2 separate regions of the Ovis aries genome follow, and region 1 is linked to region 2. The links are chromatin contacts, called in public Hi-C maps. All regions are on one chromosome and are shown on one strand. The core of a region is the stretch at or near the end of the contact, and the rest is flanking DNA. Distances in the headings are between cores, read along the strand shown. Region 1 holds the start of ARRB2 (arrestin beta 2). Region 2 holds the start of SPAG7 (sperm associated antigen 7).

The links. A called contact is a pair of places that touch in the nucleus more often than the background predicts.
Region 1: a Hi-C map of liver shows a contact between it and region 2, with 1.9 times the contacts expected there. The contact joins the promoter of ARRB2 here to the promoter of SPAG7 in region 2. A contact is called at or near these places in 2 of 16 Hi-C or Micro-C datasets (liver and mixed tissues).

What each region holds. Positions count from the first base shown.
Region 1 is chr11:26,522,844-26,528,517 of ARS-UI_Ramb_v3.0, forward strand. ARRB2 (arrestin beta 2) reads right to left here and starts at 1,428. Exons shown (of 15, transcript XM_027975067.3): 1 at 1,319-1,428. The coding sequence starts at 1,341. All of the region lies in intron 2 of PELP1 (proline, glutamate and leucine rich protein 1), which reads left to right.
Region 2 is chr11:26,308,047-26,313,875 of ARS-UI_Ramb_v3.0, forward strand. It overlaps SPAG7 (sperm associated antigen 7), which reads left to right and starts at 4,351. Exons shown (of 7, transcript XM_004012603.5): 1 at 4,351-4,444. The coding sequence starts at 4,360. CAMTA2 (calmodulin binding transcription activator 2) reads left to right here. Exons shown (of 21, transcript XM_060395349.1): 14 at 1-56; 15 at 226-527; 16 at 1,561-1,757; 17 at 1,991-2,174; 18 at 2,389-2,460; 19 at 2,781-2,950; 20 at 3,131-3,205; 21 at 3,312-4,158. The coding sequence ends at 3,375.

The sequences.
Region 1 (5,674 bases), core at 178-2,677, 210 kb after region 2:
GTGTGGTTCTGGAGTAATTGCCCTGAAGCAGCTGCAGGGCACCTGCCCTTTGGATCCTAACCCAGCCAGCCTCCTGCCTGCTAGGGAGGAGCAAGCATGTGTATAGTGAGGCTGGCCAAGAAGGCGGAGTTTTGGGGTGACCTGAGAGGTGCCGAGTGGGTGAGGGGGCAGCAGAAGCAGATGCCCCTTCACACTTCCTGCTATTCTCTCCATTTCCTGTGGCCCAGAATTTGATGGAGGTGGGAGGAATTGTGCCAAGTCAGCAGTCCCTGTGTGGTCCATCCGTCCCCCTCCCTGAACCACATAACGGAAATCTGGGGCCTCCCTCAAGTCAGCGACTTCCCCTTTTGCTGTGTTTAACCCCTAATCCAGGACACCAGTCCTCCTTCTGATCACCTCTCCAGTATCAATCGACTGGGTGTTCGGGAACCTGTGATTTCCTATTCTATGGGTGGGGAGCTGTGGGGCTGGTAAAATGTTTTGCAGAACAAGTGACAGCTCAGAACCAGGCCCCCATTCCTGATCCTCTCTGGAGAGAAGCAAATAGCCCTAATCTTTTCCCTCTTTTGCTCCTGCTCCCCAGAGACTCAGGCATTCACCCCCGGAGGTGTTGGGTCACAACAGGAAGTGGATTTTGCTAGAGACCAAAAAAGAGAACTCGGGGTGTCAGTGGAAGGAAGGAGCCTCGATTGCACAGAAAACATCCGGGGAGTGGATGGCGTGCCCTGGGCAGATACAGCCTCCCCTCACTCACGGGAAGAGGGATAAGGCCCAGAATTGGGGAGGGTCGTCAAGCACTCTTTGCTCCCCCAAAATGAAGCTGTTGCTCCTAGCAACCCGGGGGAAAGCAGAAGTTTGGAAGCAGAGCCACCCGGCCCTTGGGGCCGGTGGGGGCAGTCTGACTGCCTGTGGGGTACTGGATAGGAGGCTTTCAAGTGGCTGGGCACGAGTCTTCGGGGGATCCCGCCCCTGGCATCTAGTCTGCCCACACCCGTCCCCTCCGGGCCGGCCACCTGCTCCTTCCTCCGCCCCTGCAACGCAGGCTGCACCGGAGAACCCAGTCGTCCGGCCCCCTACATCTCTGCGAGAAGCCCGATGCAGGTTTCTTGATCTTCAGCCCTCGCTTTCTGCAGGGACTGTGGCATGCCTTCCCCTCATTATCCTCGAGGACCTAGGCGTGCGGCCCCGAATGGCTGTCCCCTAGGGACCCAGGCGTCCGGCCCCCGAATTTTCTCCCTGGTGTTCCTGTCTGAGGACCGTCCCGGCACCCGCCCGGTGCCGCCGTCCACGTCCCGCCGAATGGCCCCACCTCTCTTACCTGGTCCCGGGTTTCTCCCCCATGGTGCGCGCGCCCGCCGCCCGCCCGGTTCGCGGATAGCTCACAGCCTCCTAGCCCGCTGCCAGGTCCCTGCTCCTCCCCGCGCCACTGCGCACGCGCGCCCCCGCGCTCTCTCCACTACCCCCGCCTCTCCTTCCCCCCTCCCAACTTGGATCTGGAGAACGGAGTCCAGATGCGTCAGCCGGATTGCGCGCGCCACGGCACTGCCCTCCCTCTCCTTACAGGCACGCGCGGTGATTGGCTCCGCCCGCCCCCTCCGCCCTCCACCCCGACCCCTGCGGAGGGATCCCTCCCCGCGCGCGGTCTCTACACCCTGCTACTCCCGCCCATCTCTCCGCCCCTCCGCACCCGTTTAGGAACTAACTGGGCCCCCTCAAAAGGAGGCGCCCGCCTTCCAGGAGATTAAAGCATTCTGATTGGCTCCCTGCATCAAGCACCCTGCAGGGGTTTCCTCCCCTTTGTTTGCTTTCTCAGTGGCGTTGGAGGCTACGGGGGTGGTGGGGGCAGTGGGTGAGCTCGAACACAGTCTAGGAAGGAGGATAAGGGGATGCACAGGTGGTGAGCGGTTCCAGTTGCGAGATGCTCGCCTATTGCGCGCCGCTCACCCCGGAGCCTGTAGCCGTCTTTGGCCCTCCCTCCCACTTCTTTATTGTGGTGTGTCAGCTCCCTCTGGTGTCTCTCTTTGATCTTCGCAGGGTTACTTCTAAATTCTCTTACTACTCTTCTCCATCCATTCATCGAAGTTAACATCCATTCATGCATACATCCGTCCATACATCTATCCATGTCTATTTTGTGCTAATCACTATACTAGGCAGTGGGAACTCAGACATGAATTAACATCACCCCTGCCTTCCTCGTATGGTTGAGGAGACATATGAAGAGATATTATGATTCCAGGAATGCTATAATAGAGGTATGACTCAGAAGACAAAGTGACTCCCAGAGCTTGGCTGGGGAGGGATGGAGGCAGAGCAGGCTGTCCAGAGGAGGGCACGTTTGAGGATAATCTTTCTGAAGTGTGGGCAGAAGTTAAGAAAGGGTATTCCAAAGACAGAGAAAAGCAAGGCACATCCTATAATGAGGTGTTTGTGGGAGTAGAGGGCAGGAGAGAGAAGGCTGAAGAGGATGACTGGAACAGGGTGTGAAGGATTTTGTATAGCAGGTAAAGGAATGAGGCTTCCCAGGTGATGGAGTGGTAAAGAATCCACTTACCAATGTAGGAGATGTGGGTTCGATCCCTGTGTCGGGAAGATCCCCTGGAGTAGGAAATGACAACCCACTCTGGTATTCTTGCCTGGAAAATCCCATGGACAGAGGAGCCTGGCAGGCTACAGTCCATGAGATCGTAAAAGACTCGGACATGACTGAGCAGGAGCAGCTCAGCAGCTAAAGAAATGAGCCAGGAGCCTCCCCTGGAGGAGGACACGTGGATCCAGTAGTGGATCTGCTCTTTAAGGCAAGGAGTGGAGTGGCATGATGAGACTTCTCCTTTAGGAAGACAATTCTGGGCAGTGTGGAGGGTGAAGGGAGTGGGGCACACTGTCATAGACTGAAACTAATCAAGGAGAGAAGATGAACAATAGAATGGAAGGGAGAAGGGGAACCAGGCTGAAGAGTCATTTCTAGGGCAAAATTGAGCAGACTGGGGGAGGATGATGAATGATGGACATTTTGGACTTAAGAAGCTAAGGTATTCTCCTCCTTCCATCTGTTTTCCCATATTCCCTCATCTTCCCCAAATGAACTGACTTCATTCTTCTCCACTTTTCTGTGCAACAAAAAGTAATGTACACAAGTCTCTGAGATCATCTTTAAGGTCAAATGCAGGCCTTACCCGGAGAAGGCAATGGCACCCCACTCCAGTGTTCTTGCCTGGAGAATCCCAGGGACAGAGGAGCCTGGTGGGCTTCCGTCTATGGGGTTGCACAGAGTCTGACACGACTGATGCGACTTAGCAGCAGCAGCAGCAGGCCTTATCAGCTGCCACCTCCCACCTCCAGTTCTCCTACCCTTCTAAGCTCACCCTTCACCCTTTTCAAGCTTTAGCTGGTACATTTCTTTTGGACTCATGAATCATTTATGTCAAAGGGTCATGACCAGAAGATAATGAGATCTATATTGCTACATATCTAAGGTGATTTTGGAACTGAAAGGCTGTGACTGGCATGGCATTACAGCTACTGTATTAAAAAAATACTAATGTAAAGACAACTTTCAGTTCAGTTCAGTCGCTCAGTCATGTCCGACTCTGCGATGTGGTGGACTGTAGCTCACCAGGCCTCCCTGTCCATCACCACCTCCCAGAGTTTACTCAAACTTATGTCCATTGAGTCAGTGATGCCATCCAACTATCTCATACTCTGTCATCCCTTTCTCCTCCTGCCTTCAATCTTTCCCAGCATCAGGGTCTTTTCAAATGAATCAGCTCTTCACATCAGGTGGCCAAAGTATTGGAGTCTCAGCTTCAACATCAGTCCTTCTAGTGAATATTCAGGACTGATTTCCTTTAGGATGGACTGATTGGATCTCCTTGCAGTCCAAGGGACTCTCAAGAGTCTTCTCCAACACCACAGTTCAAAAGCATCAATTCTTTGGCACTCAGCTTTCTTTATAGTCCAACTCTCACATCCATACATGACCACAGGAAAAACCATAGCCTTGACTAGACGGACCTTAGTCGGCAAAGTAATGTCTCTGTTTTTTAATATGCTGTCTAAGTTGGTCATAACTTTTCTCCCAAGGAGTAAGCATATTTTAATTTTATGGCTTCAGTCACCATCTTCAGTGATTTTGGAGCCCCCCAAAATAAAGTCTGCTACTGTTTCCACTGCTTCTCCATCTATTTGCCATGAAGTGATGGGACCGGATGCCATGATCTTCGTTTTCTGAATGTTGAGCTTTAAGCCAACTTTTTCACTCTTCTCTTTCACTTTCATCAAGAGGTTCTTTAGTTCCTCTTCACTGTCTGCCATAAGGGTGGTGTCATCTGCATATCTGAGGTTATTGATATTTCTCCCGGCAATCTTGATTCCAGCTTGTGCTTCCTCCAGCCCAGCGTTTCTCATGATGTACTCTCCATAGAAGTTAAACAAATAAGCAGGGTGACAGTATACAGCCTTGACGTACTCCTTTTCCTATTTGGAACCAGTCTGTTGTTCCATGTGCAGTTCTAACTGTTGCTTCCTGATCTGCATACAGATTTCTCAAGAGGCAGGTCACGTGGTCTGGTATTCCCATCTCTTTCAGAATTTTCCAGTTTATTGAGATCCACAATAAACTTTGGCTTTGGCATAGTCAAGAAAGCAGAAATAGATGTTTTTCTGGAACTCTCTTGCTTTTTCGATGATCCAACGGTTGTTGGCAATTTGATCTCTGGTTCCTCCGCCTTTTCTAAATCCAGCTTGAACATCTGGAAGTTCATGGTTCACATACTATTGAAGCCCAGCTTGGAGAATTTTGAGCATTATTTTACTAGCCTGTAAGATAAGTGCAGTTGTGTGGTAGTTTGAGCATTCTTTGGCATTGCCTCTCTTTGGGATTGGAATGAAAACTGACGTTTTTCAGTCCTGTGGCCACTGCTGAGTTTTCCAAATTTGCTGGCACATTGAGTGCAGTACTTTCACAGCATCATCTTTCAGGATTTGAAATAGCTCAACTGGAATGCCATCACCTCCACTAGCTTTGTTCGTAGTGATGCTTCCTAAGGCCTTACTTGACTTCACATTCCAGGATGTCTGGCTCTAGGTGAGTGATCACACCTTTGTGATTATCTGGGTCATGAAGATCTTTTTTGTACAGTTCTTCTGTGTATTCTTGCCACCTCTTCTTAATATTGTCTGCTTCTGTTAGGTCCATACCATTTCTGTCTTTTTCTGAGCCCATCTTTGCATGACATGTTCCCTTTAGGAGGATATTAAAGAAGGCCAGAAAGAATGAAAGAGTTATACCGTATAATGGTGGTGGGAAAACCATCATTTTATAAAGACATCATTTCTCCTCATATTGTCTGTAAGTTTAATGCCATATCAAAATAACAATGAGACTTTTTTGGAAGGGAACCGAATTTTAAACATAATAAAAAGAATCAACTTTCAAGTGTAGTGAGGAAAATTCTGAAAAACTGGAGTAGAGTGGGCATTTATCTTACCAGTTTATTATGTTATGATAATGAAAATAGTGTTATGGGTGCAACCATAATAAATGTAGCAGTGAAACAGAATCGTGTCCAGATATAGACCCACGTGGGGGCTTCCTCTGCTGCTCAGGGGTAAAGAACCCGCCTGCAGTGCAGGGACTCAGGTTGTATCCTTGGGTGGGGAAGATCCCCTGGAG
Region 2 (5,829 bases), core at 3,101-5,600:
AGCTTCTGCTGAGCCCCTGCCTGCCCTGTCGCCACCCTCCTCCAGCCCCGACACTGGTGAGGATTTAAGGAGAATGTGGGTGGAAGCGCAGGCCAGGGGAAAGCTAGAGGGTGGGAGACGAGTGAGGTTGTAGGGATGGGGAGGTAAGAGCAGCAAGGCCAGGGAGATGGAGAGTGAGGGGGCAAGTGGCGCCTTATGCTCACACCCCCTTCCCTCCCCTTGCAGGCCTGAGCAGTGTCTCCTCACCTTCAGAGCTCTCGGACGGCACTTTCTCCGTCACATCGGCCTATTCCAGCGCCCCGGATGGGAGTCCTCCCCCTGCTCCTCTGCCAGCCTCTGAGATGACTATGGAGATGGTCCCAGGCCAGCTCTCCTCCAGTGTCCCAGAGGCCCCCCTATTCCTCATGGACTATGAAGCCACCAACCCCAGAGGGCCCCCACCCTCGCCGCCTCCTCTCCCACCAGCCCTGGACGGTGGGGCTGCTCCCGAGGAAGCCGACAGTCCACCAGCTGTGGATGTGATCCCGGTACCGCTTAGGTGGAGGGCCCCAAGCAGAGGGGGGTGCAGGGCTGGGGTGACACCAGCCACCACATGAAACAAGCAGAGCCGGGTGGCAGTTTGGGAAGAAGGGGTCATTTACCCCCATTTGGGGACAGGCAAGGTAACCCTCTGCGTAAGCTTCTGTCAGGGCTTGGGATTCAGAAGTCATGAAGCCTCAGAGGTTAGAATTCTGGAGAATAGCTTCAATTAGAGCTGGGTGGTAGGGGTTACCTGTTGTTCCATAAAGGGACAAGAGCGATGGCAGGAAGCGGGGAGGAAGGAGGAGCAGAGAGGTCAGAGAGGTCGGCAAGATGGAAGCGGAAGTGTCTGGCACTAACCAGGAGGTAGGGGGAGGCTTGCACATGCCAAGAGCTAAAACTCTTGTAGAGTGAATGAACCCATGAGAGTGGAGAGTGGCTCTTCACATGCAGCAGCCTGCTTCTCTGCTAGGACCTGGGACATACCTGCTTTAGAGAGACTAAGGGATTAACCGGGGCGCACTAAAGTGCAACAGATTTAGAGAACGCCACACGGTAGGCATCTTTATGTGAGACCAGCAGAAAGTGCTGCAGGCTGCAAGGCTGGAGCTATTCAATAAGGTGTCATGTGATTGGCAAGCGCTCAGCTGATTCTTGGCAAGCTCAAGGAGGGGGTGGCAGACATGGCCAAGTCTGTGGGAGCTGGCATGGGGCAGGCTGGGTGGGACAGTGGGCAGTCAGCCTGGAAGGCTAAGCCCTTCATTCGCCCAGCTTCTGAATCCCCATGTGCTATACGTCCTTCCTAGCCTGTGTTTTCCACAACATCTCAACACAGGGCTGTATTAAGTGGGACCCCAAGGAGTGTAAGTGAACCTGGAACACTGGCCAAGAAAGACAGGGTTAATGGGGGCAGCCATCCATGAGGCCTCATTGTCTGGTGCTGATAGGAGAAAGATAGGAAGTGAACTTATGCTATGGCCTTGGCAGAGCAAGAACAGCTGGGGGGCCCCTCAAGGTTCACCCAGCTTCTCCTTCATCCAGGTGGACATGATCTCACTGGCCAAGCAGATCATTGAAGCCACACCAGAGCGGATTAAACGAGAGGACTTCGTTGGGCTGTCTGAGGCCGGAGCCACAATACGGGAGAGGACGGGAGCGGTGGGGCTCAGTGAGACCATGTCCTGGCTGGCCAGCTACCTGGAGAACGTGGACCATTTCCCCAGCTCGGCCCCTCCAAGGTGACCAGCTTAGGACAAAGCCTCCAGATCCTTCAAAGGAACATGGGAGGGAGAGAGTGAGGGAAGAAGCTGCACTATGGCCAGAGCCTTTGAGGAAGGGATTGGTACTGGCTGGCGAGCTCTGAAGTCACTCTCCAGACCCTGTTACTGGGGCTCTGCCTTCAGAGCAGCACCCAGGTGGGAGAAGAGGGACTTCAGATGTCCAGGACATTCTTTATCCCTGTGCCCTACAGTGAGCTGCCATTTGAGCGGGGCCGCCTGGCTGTCCCTCCAGCACCTTCCTGGGCAGAGTTTCTCTCTGCATCTGCCAGTGGCAAGATGGAGAGTGACTTTGCCCTGCTGACCCTCTCGGATCATGAGCAGCGGGAACTGTACGAGGCAGCCCGAGTCATCCAGACAGCCTTCCGAAAATACAAGGTCGGGCGCTTGGGGGCTTCAGGGGATGACTTAGACAATCTTGAGTGGGGAGGTGATGGGTTCCCAGGACTTTGGGGGAGACAGCAATCATCTGGACAGATCAGGGGTAGGGAGAAGGGTCAAGGGACCCCAGGCACGTTGGAGGAGCAGGTCAGATGTTAGGTGGGCAGTTCCTAACTGATTCAGGTGCTGAGACTTCCTTCTTGCCACTTAGGGCCGGCGGCTGAAGGAACAGCAGGAGGTAGCAGCCGCTGTGATCCAGCGCTGTTACCGGAAGTACAAACAGGTGAGGCTGTCCTCTCTTGAAAGCATACCCACCAACCCACACACGCACCCACTCACCCCATCCCAGACTATCCAGAATGCTGCAGGAGCCCTAACTCCCCTTTTCTCTCCACAAGCTGACCTGGATTGCACTTAAGGTATTAGGCATGAGACCTGGGTGTGAGGCTGTCTGTGATGATTCAGCCTTTCCTTCCGTGAGCGTGTGGATTAGAGAAAGAGACTTGCATCGACTGAACTTGAAACGGGGTGGAGGGTGACCCTTAGGGGTCTGGGTCTCTGTCCCTCCATGTCAGCCCCTGCCCCTCCTCCCCACCCCTGCAGTTTGCACTCTATAAGAAGATGACCCAGGCGGCCATCCTGATCCAGAGCAAGTTCCGAAGCTACTACGAACAGAAGCGATTTCAGCAGAGCCGCCGAGCGGCAGTCCTCATCCAGCAGCGCTACCGCTCCTACCGCCGCCGGCCCCCAGGGACCCTGCCTGCCCGCAACAAGTACGGCCCCAACCCTCCAGCCCTCAGTGCACACCCACTGTGTCCACGGCCACTGCCCATGGACTCCCAACTCATCATCCTGCTCCTCCCCCACCCTTGCCCTGCCAAGGTTCCTAAGGGGCGAGGGGCAGGTGATTCCCGAGTGTCCTGTGCGGTCTCATCTGTTCTTCCTTCCACCAGAGGCTCCTTTCTCACCAAGAAGCAGGACCAGGCAGCCCGGAAGATCATGCGATTCCTGCGCCGCTGCAGACACAGGTGTTGCCCTTTCCCTCACTGGGGAGGACTGGGCCCCGCCGCCGCCTCCCCATCCCACCGCCCTGATCGGCCGGTCTCCTCTGACTCCTTCCTTGTCTCTCCGCAGGATGAGGGAACTGAAGCAGAACCAGGAGCTGGAAGGGCTTCCCCAACCCGGGCTGGCCACCTGACCTCTCCACTGCCTTTCTCATCACCCTGGGGGCCGCTTCTTGCAGTCTTAACAGGGAGAGGGCTCTCTGGGGGAGGGGGAGCCCCCTGTCGGCAGCTTTCCCGTCACTTCTGTGCTAGCCCGTCCTGGGTCTCCACCCCTACACCCCTCCGAAGTGCTGAACTCCCTCCCACCCTTGCCTCCTTCTCTTCCCTCCGGGTCGCGCCCCCTTCTCTTAGTCCCCGGCTCCAGAAGACCCATGCCCCACATACCTGCATCTTCAGCTGTGACCTCCGGAGCCCTGCCTGCCCCTTCTCCACAGCTCCCTCCCTGCCTGTGCCCACCTCGGCCCCTTCCTGACTTGCCTTATTTATTTGTTCGACGCGTCTCTGAATGTATCCGCCTCGGCCCCACCTCTGCCTTCGCTACGCGCGCGCCCCTCGTGTTTCAGGGCTGACCGTGCCCCCACCCCGACTCCGCATGTTTGCGTCTGTTTCCTCCCTTTCTGGCCCTGTCTTTCCCCGTCAACCGACCGACTCCGGCCACCAATCTCGGGGCCAAAGGGCGGGGGGGGTGTATATAGAAACGCGCTGCGGAGTCCTGCCCCGTCCCCGAGGGGAGGGGCCTTGTACATAATGTAACATACAGAGTATAGTGAAGAATCTATTTAAGGCGCTGCAGGGAGGGCTGCACGGCCGGGCTTGTGGTTCCTGGCGCGGCGGGAGCCTCCTGCCGGCTCCACGAGCACTTTCTACTTGTGCATGGGCTTGGTTTCTACGAATTGCCATTAAACATCGCTGCACCAGCCAGCCTCCGGCCTCTGTCTGCGGGCGGCGGGGAGGGGCGGGGCCCCGGCCGGCGGAAGGCTGCGGGCGCGCCAAGCCGGGATCTGAGCCGCGCCGGGGCGGGGCGGGTGCGTGGTTTTCCGCCTCCGACGTGTTTCCGGCCTTAAAGGCATTTTGCCCTTCCCTTTAAGACGCACCGCCCCCTCTCAGTCACTCCCAAGATGGCGGACCTACTGGGCTCCATCCTGAGCTCCATGGAGAAGCCACCCAGCCTCGGTGATCAGGAGACTCGGCGCAAGGCCCGAGGTGAGGATCCCAAATTCATAGCCGGCTTTCTTCGCCCGGTTCTCCGGATCGCAATCCTCCCTCTTTGGATGACCCCGCCTTCTCAACCTTGAAAGACCCCTCACCGGGCCCTTCAGAGACCCCCCGAGTCCCTAAAAGGGCTGCTGACCCGCCCGCTGTTCTTAGCGGACGATGATTGGCTCCCTGAAGCTCAGCACCAGCCCCCTGCCTCTTCCTGCCCTGGCCTTCCGCAGTCCTTGTTTTCAATTCGCCCGTGAGCCCGCCTGTCCGCCGGTGGCGTGGTCTGATTGGTAGGCTGTCCTGAACCCCACCCAACCCCTTCCCGCCTTCGGATCGGAGGGCGGTAAGATCGACCGCTCGGCCCCGCCCGCCCTGCCGGCGCGCCGGTCCGTGCACCTCTTCCCCTTCCGATTGGATCCAGGATACGTCCATCCACAACCCTTTCTCCCCTATTGGCCTCCTCAACTTAAAGGACTATCGATTAAGTTTGTTCGACCTTTCTCGAGCCCACCCCACCCTCAGCACCTCTAATTGGCTGCTGGAGCTGTTCAGTGCCCTTATGCTCCGCCTACTTGATTTAACCCGATCCCTTCTGCAGCGCTCCAACATTTCTCTCATCTGTACCCTGAAATTCCTGAGTTCCCTGGGCGGGTCGTGAATGTTGATTGGAGGAATGAGAAGGCCCCTACCCGGTCCTACTGGCCATAGTCTCCCAGCCTGTATTCGAGTAACTTCTCTGCTGGCGGTTCAAGTTGGACTGCCAGTGTAGGGCGCGGCCCGCTGGGCGGTGCAAGCCTCTCCTGCTCTCTCCGCAGCGTGTGAATGAATCTGACAGAATGAGTGCCTTTGGGGGAGGACACCGGCTCCCCACCCGTTCGAGGGAGGCCAGGCCAGGGGTGGGTGCCTTCAAAGTGCTCAAGTGCTGCTTAATGCCAAACTAACATCCATATTTACTGAATGGTTACTAAGGGCCAGGGGCACAACTCCAAGGAGCCGACAGTCCGGAGCATTGATGAAATGATCACACAGGAGTTAAAAATCAACTTTATAAATGCTCTGAAAGAAAAATAATTGTCAGGATTGTAACTACCCAGGGCTTCTAACCTAGCCTGCAGTGAGCTGAGATCTGAAGGATAGATAATTCAGTTAGTGAGAGGGCAACACAGTGCTCCAGGCAGATATTTGAAAGCTATAAGGAAGGAGTGCGCATAATGGGACCTGGGAACTGAGTTACTTCAAGCTCACCGCGACTGACTAGGTGGTTCACCAGCGGCCGTTGACAGACTAGGAAGCTGAAGTTGAGTTTAGTCACTTGCCTGTGGTTACACAGTTACTTAGTGGCGGCCTTTCAAACCCAGGTGTGACTTTCAAGCCCATGTGCTTAT